2 separate regions of the Rattus norvegicus genome follow, and region 2 is linked to region 1. A link is a contact called in public Hi-C data. All regions are on one chromosome and are shown on one strand. The core of a region is the stretch at or near the end of the contact, and the rest is flanking DNA. Distances in the headings are between cores, read along the strand shown. Region 1 overlaps Nsmce2 (NSE2/MMS21 homolog, SMC5-SMC6 complex SUMO ligase). Region 2 overlaps Nsmce2 (NSE2/MMS21 homolog, SMC5-SMC6 complex SUMO ligase).

Region 1 (6,649 bases), core at 2,294-4,793:
TTGCATGCTGTATAGTATCATAAAGAATGTTTCCACTCTCTTTAAAGCTCACACTTTACCTGTTTCTCTTTGTCTCACATACTCCTCTGCTTAACTTTGAGTATATTCTTTTTGTAGATATCTAACCATTCCTCTAACCCAAAACTTTCAGGTAGAGTTGAGTCAGTCCAGTGACCAAGTGAGTCAGAAGGTCATTATTTTATAAATTACTGCTGGTCCCCAGGGCCTTGAGAGTTTGAAAGTTACATACACAGTTAATATATAGGTAACTACACATTTAGAAAGTTTGGGTTTCAAGTAAAGTTTTTTGCAGGCTTAAAGTGTGATGCATTCCTTTTCATCCACATAGTTCTTTTAAGTGCCTGTTGCTATATGCCAAGGCCTAGCCTAGATACTTCACATAGGACTTAAAGAATCCATTCAAGTGAGTTTTAGGAGTTTCTACCTTTTCTATCACTAAAGTACTTTTGATGGCTGTTCCTTCGAGTCATGATTTCAAAAGATCCTACTTACTACCCCTGCAAAAAGCTTCTTCCAAATACTGAACCGCCGTGAATAATTAACGTCCTGCTTGTCTAAAGAGGAATATTTTGGAACAGTGAGGCTGCTTGTGTGACTGTTGCTGTGTCCAGTCTTGTCATCACAGCTGTGCCAGACCCTTTGGCTGGTCTACACACATGCTTTACGTGGTTGCAGTTTCTCTGTCCTCTTCCGTGTGTGACCCAGTCTTTTCTACTTCATTGCCTTTGCAGTAGTGGCCATCTGCGTGTCCAGAACACTGCACTAGAAAGGAAGATAAGAACACTCGTCCTGCTTCTTGGGAATTGTGACCTTTAGAGCATGTGGTCTGCATGCTTTTTCTGTTGCTCACCGTAAATTAATTGTATTTTGTTGATTTGTCTGTATATATGCTGTATATCATATCAGTGTTTACTTTGGTAATGAAACCTAACCTTTTCTCTTTCCTAGATAAAAGTTCATTATAAAAAGTTACATGATTTTGTGTATATTCTAAGGTGTGTGCAGCATACTTTAGATACCTCTGCTGGGAAAGTTAACAGTATTTTTGCTGAGTAAAATCTTAACCACTATGTATGACTATAGCGTGATGTCGAGAGATGGTGCTAGAAATTCCAGCTTTGAGTAGATTTAGTTAGGGAATGCTCTAGCATCTGTTCCTCCGTCTTCCCAATTCATCTGCTACCCAAGCACAAAAGTCCTATGTGTTTGGAATCAAAATGGCATATTCTGAAAGTAGGAATTTTTAAAGAATCACTCGGTAGCTTTTTAATTGTACAAGATGAAAAGTCCTAGAGAACTGTTTTTATACTAGTGTAATTGTATTTAATACTAATCGTGTAAGCTTTCTGATACTATAACGCAATGCCTGACAGTCAACTTTTGATAAGTTTATTTCGGTTCTTGGTTTCGGAGGCCTCAGTCTGTGGTCACTTGACACTACTGCTTTGGGTCAATGGTAATACAGTGTTCTATGACTGAAACCTGTAGAAGGGGAGGCCTCTTTGCGTCATGACAGTCACGGGCAAAGAGGAAGATGGAATGGGCTTAGATCCCCTTAAGGGTGCTCTCATTGCTCCAGAAGACTTAGCTTCCTTCCACTAGGTCCACATTCTGAACGTTGTGCCTCACTGCAGCACCACATGGAAGGCAGGCTTTTGTGTTACTGGCCTTGAGGGACCCTCAGAACTGAAACTGTAGCACTGATGGGTTGTGTGCTTGTGAAGGTTAAGTTGGATTGCTGGTGGCTCTCCTGTGCCCAGCCTGCTGCCCTGTCTAGTGTAGTGAGTAACCTTTCTTTCTGCTGCAAAAACAATAAGGGGGTCAAGATAATAAATTTTATGTTACGTGTAATTTTTTTCTTCTAACATAGACAGTCAGATCTTACTCTTTGCCTGTAACTAATTTATTTTAAAACCTGAGTACCAGCCACATAACCAGTCACTGTCTGATCCTATGTAAAGATTCCACGTGATATCTGTCCTTCTAATTTCCTAATGTTTTGCTAAGTCCTTTAAGCACTTTAGTCTGTTACACCTCCACTACCAGAGAAGTGTGATTTTGACTTGGAACACAAACCCAGTAAAGCCTATGACAGCAGTCTACTAGAGCTCCTTCAGGGGCGTAGACTTGAAGAGAACCCTTTAATGATGTGTTGTCTTCCGTGTTGCTGTTTGGGATCCAGGAAGGCAGGTAGACAGCAGACAGAAGAATAGCCTGAATTGCATTTGGTATTTCATGTTCCAGTGCCTGGATGTAAATGAGAGACAAGCATTTCAACTTCGATGATCTGGCTGGGCTCCTAGGCTGAATGGCTGCGCATATACCATAAACACTGTGCAGAAGCAACCATGGAAACACTTGTTTTCTTGTTGAGCTAAATTTACTCTGGGTTGAATATTAACACAGCTCCTGGCAGGACTTTAAAAGCAAAAATAGCTTAAGCGTGATTCATTCTGAGTCACTGCTGGTGCTCCTGCGCTGCCTAGAGCTTGACATTGAACAAGTTGGCAGCCTGCATTGCTACATTTTTTCTAGGAACTCTGAACACATTTCATTCTTGTGAATTTGCTTGTGCAATGATATTAAATAGAGTAATATGTTTACTTTGTTTCTAAGTCAAATGAATTTGAGAGTGGTGAAACTAAAGTATTTTTCTTGGGCTTTCTGGAAAAACAAGCTTCTCAGAATTCTGTGGTTACTTTAAGAGATTATTTTATAGGAGATGAATAAAATATGAAAATTTTAGTTTAGATACTGGGGCTTCTGGAAGTTTTGCTAAACAGCCTGGTAGACTAGTAAGCAGGATTCACTAATCTGTCATTACCCGACAAGGTGATTTTGCCATTCACAAAGCTCCTTCCTTTCCTTTCTTAGCGTGGGCGGCAAGCGGTACTGCAGCCTGGTGTTTAGCTTAGGAAGTGCTTTCCTTATTTGAGATTATATAATGGGAAGTTCATGGGTTTTGAAAGGCAGAGCAGACCCACCCAGGGGATCTCTGTCGGCCTTACCCAAGTGGCTGCTAAACCATGAGCAGCCTTAGGCTGACTGTGGGAAACCTAGGCTGGATCAGCTGTCTGATCATAATCAGCCAGGGCTGAGTCTAGAACTCTGTATGAGAATGGTTTTCCCTTGATGTTGCAATTTCTATTTTAACATGTTTTTGTTTAGCTTCTGGAGTTGCCCAACAGTGTAATTTCAATTGGGGTTTAGTTTCAGCTCTTCGATTTTTTTTTTTCAATTTAAAGACACTATTATTTTGTCTTAGAATTTCCATTACTTTTTATATAAAAAAAGGGGGGGGGGTTTCCTGTGACAGTCTTAAAACCAAAAGGAGCCTAGCCTAACTTTTGATAGTATTTTGAAATTATTTTACCATAAAATTGTACATTAGAAGATGCAACTCTGGTAGAGAATTTCAACATAGTTGCATAAATTGTGTTTCATATTACAACTTGTTCTCTGCTTGACTTCACTGAAATTAATAAAAGAACCCTTTCAGAAGGATCTGGTGAGTTAGTTTTTTTTTTTTTTTTTTAAGAACTTACTCATAGTGTATCCTGTGTTGCTAAGTTTTCAAAGTCAGCCATCTCAACCACACCCAAAACCCTTTCAGAGGCTTGAAATCTTTTTATTCAGATTTCTTCCCAGTAAAGACTGGGGATTTATATGAGTTCCAGGAGATGTGTGAGGACTGCATGAGAGGTGCTGCTTAGATTCAGCTGCTCCTGAGTCCGGGATGTAATACACAGCACCTTATTTGCAGTCAGCTTCTGACTCCAGGAATATCCCTGAGGTGTTTTGTCCCAAAAGGATACCATCCGTGCCTTGTAGCTAGAGAAGGGAATATGGGTTTTACCATAGCATTCTCCTGCCCCATGGTTGTATACATATTCTGCTGATAGCTGTGCTTTGGAGGCATGTGAATTTTTGGCCCGTCTTTAAAGTGAGTGCAGCAGGGTTTAGGTAAGTAAGCCTTTTCAGACTGTAAACTGAAAGGGTTAGCTTAGTTGAGTGTCAGTATAAACCAGTAGTACTGTGACTGCAGATCAGGTATATCCCTATCTCTCTCCCAACTGTTACCTTTATTTGGTCTGTGCCGTTTCATTTTTCTGCTTCTGTTCATTTATGTAACAGTCATGTATTGAACTCTTTATGCCAAAAATTAGGACAGTTTTAAAAGTCAGTGCATTAACTTAGAAGGCAGTCAAGCAAATTACTAAACTATCTACATGTTTTAAAGGCCAGTGACAACCATGTCATAATTTTGTTCTAGTAACTATTTTTCAGTGTTTCTAATTTTCAAAAAAAATATGCAAACATATTGTAACTTTTTGGATAGGATTTTAGATTCTACAATGTGGAATGACTAAGTCAATCTAATTGACATGCTTAGCACTTTATCTACTTTCCAATGGCGACAACATCCAAAATCTACTTATAAGTCTTGAATTATGCTTCATCCCATTCCATCATCACTCAACCTATTCCACTCTTTGACAAGCTTCTCCTCCCTCCATGCACGCACTTTGTAAATTGTAGGCCTGACTACCAGGAAGTCAGCTCCTTTAGACTTTATACAGAAGTGAATCTGTGCTCTCTCATCTCTCCGTACTGAGCTAAACGCCCTCCAGGCTTATCCATGCTGCTGCACATGACAGGCCTTCCTCTTCTTGACTGGATAGTATTTCAGTGTCTCTCTCTCTCCCTCTCCCTGTGTGTGTGTGTGTGTGTGTGTGTGTGTGTGTGTGTGTGTGTGTGTGTGTTCATCTATTGGAAGATACTTATGCAGCATTGTAGATGATGTTGTACTGGACCTGGGAGAACAGTTGACCCTGATTTTTATTCCTTTGGCTGTTTATACATAGAGACGAGATTACTGGATCCTATATAGTAATTCTATCTTTGGGCCTGTTTTATTCTTTTAGGAAGCTCCATCCTGTCTTCTGTAATGACTGTGCTAATTCTCACTCCTATGAACAGTGTGCAAGAGTATTCTTTGACCCACATGCTCACGAATATGGGCTACTTTGTGCCTTTGATAATGGCTGCTCTAAGTGGAGCAAGGTGATCTCTTGTGATTTGCCTTTGCATTTCTGTCGTGCTGTTTTTATGTTTCTTCTCATTCCAGTGTCTTATGGTTTGAGTCCTTTGTCTATTTGTTATTGAAGGTAAAAGCCTTCCTTATAAATGCTTCAGTTGGTGAAGTGTATTTGCAACATTTTTTCTGTGTGTTCTGTTTTACCTACATGCATGTTTGCGTGCTACTTGAATGCTGATATACACACAGTTCAGAAGAGGGCTTCCCCAGGAGAGTTGGATTCTCTGGAACTGGAGTTACAGACGGTTGTGAGCTGCCATGTAGATTCAAGAAAACAAACGTGGACCCTCTGGAAGAAGAGCTTGAGCTTTTAACCACTGAGTCATTCGTTCAGGCCCATATTTACATAGTTAATGCTAAAATGGAATGACTAAGGACACACAGACTTCACTCTTACCCTGGCCCTTACTGACTACTACCCCAACCCCATTTCTCAACAGATAAGAATTAATTAATATTTAAATTACTTTAAAAATAATTATTAACATATATTATGGTGCAACTTAATGAGTTTCCTTATTCCATTTCTAGGCACAGGGCATAGCCATTTACCTTTCTTAACCCAGTCCCTTCTATTGTCTAGGCCTCCTCTAGCACCCTTCTTTCTTAGTTTTCCTTGTAAGTCTCTTTTCCTTCTGCAACTCTGGTGATCACTGTACATCATTCAAAATTGACTTCCTGGTTTTCATAAATGAGTCATAGGTAGTATTTGTCTTTTTATGTCCTGTTTCATTCAACCTAAAGATCTACCCATATCGTGCAAACGATAGGATTTTATTTGGTCTAGGGTTAAACACTATTCCACTGTTGTTTCCTGGTACTAAGAATTGAACCCAGGGCTTCATCCATGCACTGTAATACTCTCCACTGAGCTATGCCCTCAGCCTCCCTTTTAAAATTTCATTTTTTCATTTCATTCACTCACTCACTTACTCACTCACTCATAGACAGGGGTGTCTCTGTACATAATTCCTGACTGTCCTAGAATTAACTATGGATATAGATCAGGCTGGCCTTGTACTCACAGAATTCTGCCTGCCTCTGCCTCCTGGGTGCTGGGATTAAAGGCAAGTAAAACTGAGTGGCTCTATCCAGAGAGGTAAATAGTATGGCTTACCTCACAGGCAGCATGTCTTTAGTAGGCTGTATCTGTTGATCCTGTGGTGAGTCTGAGAATTTATTGTTCTTACATTTTTTTCCCTCCAAGTGTGAAATCAGGTTTTATTACATATTGGGCTTTTTCACTTGAAGAGGCTTAGGGGCCAGTTTCAGGAAGCAAATTAGCCAAATGAATGGTTTGCTTCCCTGGACAGCAATGGTCCTCTGTCCACTGTTGCATTATTTTAAGTTCTCTAGGAACTTCTTTCCATCCTGTGTCTCTCACCTCCAACCCAGCCGTTCTTCTGGTAGTCAGCGCCGCTACACTACTGACCAGCTATTGAGAGGCTGCCGTTTAACCTGGCTCGCTGTTAGCTGTCAGGATTCTTGAGAGCTGCAGAAGAGGTGGAGAGAAAGTCAGCTCTGAGAAGA
Region 2 (7,209 bases), core at 1,166-3,665, 38 kb after region 1:
TGAGTCAATGATTTCTATGGAATGTTCTGCTCCTGAGATTCTCTCTTCCATCTCTTGTATTCTGTTGGTGAAGCTCGTATCTACAGCTCCTTGTCTCTTCTTTTGGTTTTCTATATCCAGGGTTGTTTCCATGTGTTCTTTCTTGATTGCTTCTATTTCCATTTTTAATTCCTTCAACTGTTTGATTGTGTTTTCCTGGAATTCTTTCAGGGATTTTTGCGATTCTTTCAGGGATTTTTGCGATTCCTCTCTGTAGGCTTCTACTTGTTTATTAATGTTTTCCTGTGTTTCCCTAAGGAAGTTCTTCACGTCTTTCTTGAAGTCCTCCAGCATCATGATCAAACATGATTTTGAAACTAGATCTTGCTTTTCTGGTGTGTTTGGATATTCCATGTTTGTTTTGGTGGGAGAATTGGGCTCTGATGATGCCATGTAGTCTTGGTTTCTGTTGCTTGGGTTCCTGCGCTTGCCTCTCGCCATCAGATTATCTCTAGTGTTACTTTGTTCTGCTATTTCTGACAGTGGCTAGACTGTCCTATAAGCCTGTGTGTCAGGAGTGCTGTAGACCTGTTTTCCTCTCTTTCAGTCAGTTATGGGGACAGAGTGTTCTGCTTTCGGGCGTGTAGTTTTTCCTCTCTACAGGTCTTCAGCTGTTCCTGTGGGCCTGTGTCTTGAGTTCACCAGGCAGCTTTCTTGCAGCAGAAAAGTTGGTCTTACCTGTGGTCCCGAGGCTCAAGTTCGCTCGCGGGGTGCTGCCCACGGGCTCTTTGCGGAGGCAGCAACCAGGAAGACCTGTGCCGCCCCTTCCGGGAGCTTATGCAGCCTCAGGAGTGCCCACCTGACCAGGCGGTTGGGTCTCTTTCCCCCGGGGTCTGGGAGCAGAGAGCTGCCGCGTGTCGGGATCCGAGCTGCTGAGGGTGTGAGACTTCCGGTAAACACAGGACGTGCCCAGTCCTAGAGGAATTCTGCCTCTGTGTGTCCCGATTTCACCAGGCAGCTTTCTTGCAGCAGACAAGTTGGTCTTACCTGTGGTCCCGAGGCTCAAGTTTGCTCTCGGGGTGCTGCCCACGAGCTCTCTCGAATTGTATTTGTTCTTAAAGTAACACAAGGGCTAGAGCGATGGCTCACTGGCGAAGCGCACTGGCTATTGTTGCAGTGGAGCCAGGTTCAAGTCCCAGCACTCACATCGTGGATTACAGGCATCCGTAATGCCATCCTAGGGACCCAGTGCCTGCTCTAGTCTCCACAGGCTCCAGCATGCCAGTGGTACCATGGCACACGTGCATGCAGAATGCCCTTCCCTATAAAATATTTTTTTTAAGGAAAGTAATGCCATGAAGATCCCAACAAATAAGAGAGGAAAGTTTAAGAAGGCAGTCAAGAATGAGAGAAACCACAGAAACCAAATGGAAGGGGAAGGAAGGAGGAAGGGGAGAGGTTTCATGTAGAAAAGATGTGACCAGAGGAGATAGCCAGAAATTCCTTAGGCATAACACACTATAGTACACAGAGCATTGGTCCCCAGTACACTAGCCTGTTCATGGAACTTCTCAAAGAATAGTCCCCCACCAGTCATGGATCTGCTGGTGGACCGGGATTGCCCAGATACACAAGAATACTCGGTTGGGTCTCCCCAGCAGCTGTGGAGCAGCTGCACCCTACCTTGCTTGCCTCCTGTTCCTGCAGTTCCCACACACGGAACAGTAATAATCCTGAAAGGAGCAGCTCACATTTATATGTGTTGGTGCCTTCTAAGTCGATGTGTCTAGTACCTCTGAAAGAAAGTCAGGCCAGATGATGGTGCCCTATAGACCAGGAAGTGCAGCGTGAGTCTGGGGGTTTCAGGCCATATAACTTATAAAGGGTTAAGATACAGATAGACATGAGATCTCCTGGTTCCAGTTTTCTTCAGATAAGCCAGACTGCAGTTTGGAGCTCAGTGTCTACTGTATGTACTTCGGGGTCACCTAGCCTTGGGCTTTTAGCCCAGACTGACACTGGCACATTCCAGCAGCTCAGAAAATAGATCTGCCAAGTAACCTCTGAGAAAGGCTCTATGACAGCTGACTGGGGCTTTGCTTCTGAGTTTGTGAAATAGGAAGAGTATCCATCCTGCCCCTAAGGTTAGAAGGCCCTATGTACTCATGGAGTTACTACAGCACCTGACAATTCTATAAGAATTGCTGTGTTATGTGTAAAGTGTCTTCATTCAGTGCTAGATACTATAATCCATAAATGTTGCTCAATATGTTTCTTTAAAATACTTAAATGTCTGAAATGAGTTCATTAATATCTTAGAGGCCAGAGTCAGTGTCAAAGCCAGAGTTGGAACACATCTACTGCTCCCTTCGGGTTGGGTTTTGGGTCAAAGAATCTGGATGATGTCCCTGTGGTGAATCAGTGTAGCAGGAGGGAGTAGCCCTTAGTGACTTCACCTGGGAGAGGCTGGTACCGTCGGCTCAGTCACCAGTGTCGGCCCTTTGTGACAGTGTGTTTTTCAGAATGGACCCGGATGATAAAGATGAAGTCATAGCCCTCTACCAGGACAGCAGCCAGCTGAAGGGTGACCGAACTGGAGGGCAGGCTTCGGCTCCCAGGTTAGACGTAGCTGCGCTTCTCCAGTTCTGGGGCTGTTTTTGCTTGCTGCATACTGAACTTTAGGCCTCACCATCTTCTTATATGAGAGCTTAAATCTAGCCAGCCCTCTGCTCTTCTGTCACAATTTAGTTCCAAGAATTGCCTGCTGCCCGTGTATTTCCCGTCAGAACATGACCACATTAGAGAGAGCCAGATGTGTTGATTGAAGCATACAGCAAAGTGTTGAGCGGCTTTCAAATGATGTTTGCATTTCAGTGAGGGAGGGGAGAACAGCTGACCAGGTACTCGAGTCACTGACTTAGTACTATTTTTGTGTGTAAGTCCAGAGCGCTCTAGGAGTGACCACAGTACACAGCAAGCTCATGCCACCAAACCCCATCTTTGTTCATCTGGGGCAAGAAATGAGTGGGTGGTCAACTCAGGTTAGGAATACTAAAGGTCTGGCGTTCGCTCAGGGAACTACAGTCACACGCTCAAATCTGGTCCAGAGTCAGTATCATAAAGACTGCTGTTTATTGAAGCATCTAGGTGGGTTTTTCTTACTGTTGAGTTCTGTTTGTGTGTGCAAGTATTACTATGCTCAGGGTTTTTAGGTGGTGCAGGGGATTGAACCCAGGGCCTTGCACATGCTGGGCAAGCACTTTACTACTTTGGTACATTCCATCTTGACTAGCCTTTCAATATTAGCAACCAAATGCTCTCCCTGGAGATGGGCATACTTATTACCTCTTTCCCTAGTATCTTGGATTCTAGAAATTTACATTTAGGGATTGCTTTTTGTTTTTGATTGTCCTTGTCTGAGCTATTATGTTCTCAACAGAGCAAATATTTAATCCTTAAGATTTCATAACCAAGAGATTTTAAAGGTTAACTTTGTAAGTAGGTCAGGAGAAAACATCTACTGTAGTTTTAAAGGTAGCCAGATAAGGAAGTGCAGAAACAATGTAGAAACATTAACAAGCTCACAAAGCCAATTTTGTCTAGTTTTCTGAAAACTCCTGTCTGGATAGCTAAAGTGTGTGACTTATGCCTTCCCTTTGTCTTGTGACTCACTCACTCACCCACCTGTTCGTATTCTCCAGCCCTCCATTGTTCACTCTGCCAAGTATTGCTCTAGATACTAGGTAACAACACTAAATAAGACAGTACTGTGTGCCAGTTCTGTGCCAGGCACTGGGGAACTTGGAACTAGCTGCTTTAGGCCCCACAGTCTGATGTAACGAGGTAAGGGTTACACTAGAAGTCAGTTTTCCCCAGAACTCACCGACTGGCTATGTGGCTTGAGGGGAAACACGTTCAGTGTCAGTTTCCTCCTCTCTGAAATGCTGTTACTCACTCTGTTTACTTCATAGCATTGATGTAAGTATCAGATGAAATAGACATTTTGAAAGAGCTTTGGAAAGCATTGAGCCTTGCTTATATAGAGACAACCGGTAATCTTGTAACTGACCAGTATGGGTCATCATGGCCTCTGTGAAAAGCGTAAAGGGTGTGTGCCTATTGTACATTTAAATGTATAACTGCCACTTCCTGCACATGGGGTGGGGATTTCAGACTGAGATAGTGAGGAATATAACTGCAGGAAGTAAGACTAACACAGGAAAAACGATCCAGTCCATACACTGCATTAAGTTGGCAGAAGTGTTAGGTATAAAGTGCTCAGATGAAGGGCAGAGAAAGGAGAGATGGGAGTTGGCCTCTGACCTCAAGAAACATAGGCTTGTATATGAAAACTCAGAGTGGCCAAGTGTAAACCCTGGTCTTAATTACAGTTTTCCAGGGATTAGAGCTATTCGTTTGCCCCTTAAATGTTCTAAAAGTCTTCTGATAGGCATCAGGGTACTGCTGGGATGTGGTAAGAAGATGTCGCTTCCAGTGGCATATTTTATTAGCTTTGATGTCTGCTGTGTTAATATTTCAAGTGAGGTAAGAGATGTGATCTGTCTAGAGAGATAGTTCATTCACGTTGAGTCCCAGAACCCACAAAAAGGAGCAGCTGGCATGGTGGCATGTACATGTACCCCAGCACTGAGAAGGCAGAGGCAGGAAGGTCCCTGGGGTTCACTGGCCAGCCATTCTTACTGATTGGTGAACTGTAGGCCAATGAGAGACCTTGCCCAAGGGAGAAAGGTGTTGCTACTGGGGATGATAACCTGGCTTTCACACATATGCGCTCTGCATATATGTATTCTCTCTCTCTCTCTCTCTCTCTCTCTCTCTCTCTCTCTCTCTCTCTCTCTCTCTCTCTCTCTCTGTCTGTCTGTCTCTCTGGTGGTGGTGGTGGTGGTGGTGGTGGTGGTGGTGGTGGTGGTGGTGGTGGTGGTGGTTGTTTTTAGGGTTTTGCCCTAACATTAAACTCCATCACGTAGAAACTCAAGAATTCCCATCACAGCTAAGATGACAGGTCACATCACAATCCTAGCACTCAGGAGTCCAAAGAAGGAAGATCATAGACTGGCCAGCATGGTGGTGCATACCTTTAACCCCAGTATCAGGGTGGCAGAGGCAGGCGATCTCTGCTTTCCAGGGCAGCAAGGGCTACACAGAGAGACCCTGTCTCAAAGGAGAAAAGCAAAAACCCCACAAACCAATAATAATGATCACTTTTAAATACCGGTTCTCTTCAGTACTTGGAACACCACTCAGTGCCTGGCTTGATGAATAAAGCATCAATGTCTCATTGAGAGTTTCATTAGTGCTCTGCTGCCGAAAGTGCTTGCCTGGCTCGCAAATGAACACTCAAATCTAATCCTTGCTGTGATGGAGGCCAAGGTCAGAACTTTGCAGACCGTCCACAGAGCAAGCCCTAAAAGCAACAGACGATCTTGCTCCCACAAAGTCTGAGATGTAGCCCACAGCAGACTGTCACAATAGGGGGCTTCTCTTTTTTTCACCCAAGCATTTCTTTTTGTTTGTTTTTTTATTCCTTTCCTGTTCCTGTCAAAAGATAATCCCCAAAAGAGTGGATTAAATTGATTATGCTGAGATCCCTTGTGAGGCTTCTGTGGGGTCCACTATGTGAGGACATGGTCCAGCACAGAGCAGGCTGCTCAAGAAGCTGCTGCAAAACCATTTAAGATTCCCAGAGGATCGTGTGAAAATGAGCACAGGATAGTAGAGAAAAGTAGGGCAGTGTGCTAGTTATTTTCCAGAGTGTTATCAGGGCATTGTTAACTCTTCCCTCTCAGCTATTAAGAGAATACTGCCAGTTAAAACAGTGGTTGTCTCTTTGTGTCTGGCTTGCCACATGTAGATGTGCCATTTAATCTTCACAGAACATGGCATTTTTGTTTTGTTTTCATTGTTACTGTTTGTAGAAATGAGAAATCTCAGGCCCAGTGCAGAGTTGGAACTAGGATGAGCCACTCCCTTTAGGTGCTGAATTTAAGGGCCAAAAGCTCAGTAATCCAGGCAAACAATATTGTATGCATTGAAAACTTCATTTCTGACAGGCTCTGACAGTGTCTGGATTAAGGTAAGGTAAATCGTTCAGGTACATAGTCAGAACCTGAAATTTATTTCAAATGATACTATTCATCATAGATACTTTACATTGATTTTTAGATTATTGAATTAAATCATTACTCACCCTGATTAGTTCAGGTTATGTTACTTTGTTTTGCACACTCTTTTATTTTTGTTTCTAAGGCCAGTGCTTCCCTGAGGTCCCCCTGGTGCCATACTGCCTTGGAGACTCTGAGTGGCCCTGTCATATGACCTGAAGTAGCAGAGTCTGCATTTGACTCCAGATCACATGGTCTTTTCATCATTTCACTTAAAATGCCTGATTGTCTTGGTTGTCTAAATTCTCTTAGGCTTTTCAACCCCATTATTTAAAAATATCCTTAACTCCTTTGACCTTTATGTATTTTTGTTCTATGAATTTAAATCATGTGCCCTCTGTGCTTCCACATCTTTTGACTTGTGTTTGTGAGTGGTTCTGCCAAGGGCACATTACAAGACATCCGCTTTGAGCAGGATGACATTTTATGGCCTGAATTAGGAAGTCTGATGTGGGGTGTAGGCCCGTGAGACCAGCACTTGGGAGATTCAAGCCCAGCCTAGGCTACATTAAAGCCAATCACCCATACCAAACAGAAAAGAGCCCACTCTGAATGAGCTGTGGAAGGGGAGGTGTTGTTCTCTTAATCGCTAAGATGTGTAGAGCAGAAGGGCAACTGAATTGAGGGGCATGTTTTATAAAGTCAGGTGGGAACAGTGCGGGGTTGCAATCTCAACTTCTGGGAATAGGGGATCCCAATTTCAAAAACAAACCAAGCATACATAAACTTTGAAACTATAAGGTAGAAATTTCTACAGCTCATTTTTTTAAATGAAGTTTTTGTTTGTTTTAGGGGAGGAGCTCTTTGAGAGAGGATTTCACTCTGTAGACCAGGTTGGCCTTGAACTTGATATAATCCTCTTGCTTTATCCTCCTGAATATTGTGATTTGGGGTTACAGGTATGAGCTTTTTCTTGAATAACAAAAGTAGTCAGACCCATTAACATCGTTGTTACTTGTATGGAAGAAATACATCTGAGTCTGTGGAGATGCTGATCTGTTACACTCTTGTATTTTAAAGCATGTATTGGTTAGTCCTGCAGTACATT

What was found. Hi-C and Micro-C count contacts between places; a contact is called where the count stands out from the background.
Region 2: a contact with region 1 is called in a Hi-C map of liver, with 2.2 times the contacts expected there. The contact joins two enhancer-like sites. A contact is called at or near these places in 4 of 12 Hi-C or Micro-C datasets (the Rat2 cell line, liver and mammary epithelial cells).

What each region holds. Positions count from the first base shown.
Region 1 is chr7:92,920,233-92,926,881 of GRCr8, forward strand. The region is part of intron 4 of Nsmce2 (NSE2/MMS21 homolog, SMC5-SMC6 complex SUMO ligase); the gene reads left to right. It also overlaps the pseudogene LOC134479617. Among named protein-coding and RNA genes, the nearest start is that of Nsmce2, 98 kb to the left of the region's middle. Within about 2 kb of position 3,544, at least 52 of the 93 cell types and tissues checked have an H3K27ac peak or open chromatin away from gene starts, as enhancers often do. A contact at or near this core is called in liver, where this site is marked.
Region 2 is chr7:92,959,241-92,966,449 of GRCr8, forward strand. All of the region lies in intron 4 of Nsmce2 (NSE2/MMS21 homolog, SMC5-SMC6 complex SUMO ligase), which reads left to right. It also overlaps the pseudogene LOC134479617. Among named protein-coding and RNA genes, the nearest start is that of Trib1, 130 kb to the right of the region's middle. Within about 2 kb of position 2,416, at least 12 of the 93 cell types and tissues checked have an H3K27ac peak or open chromatin away from gene starts, as enhancers often do. A contact at or near this core is called in liver, where this site is marked.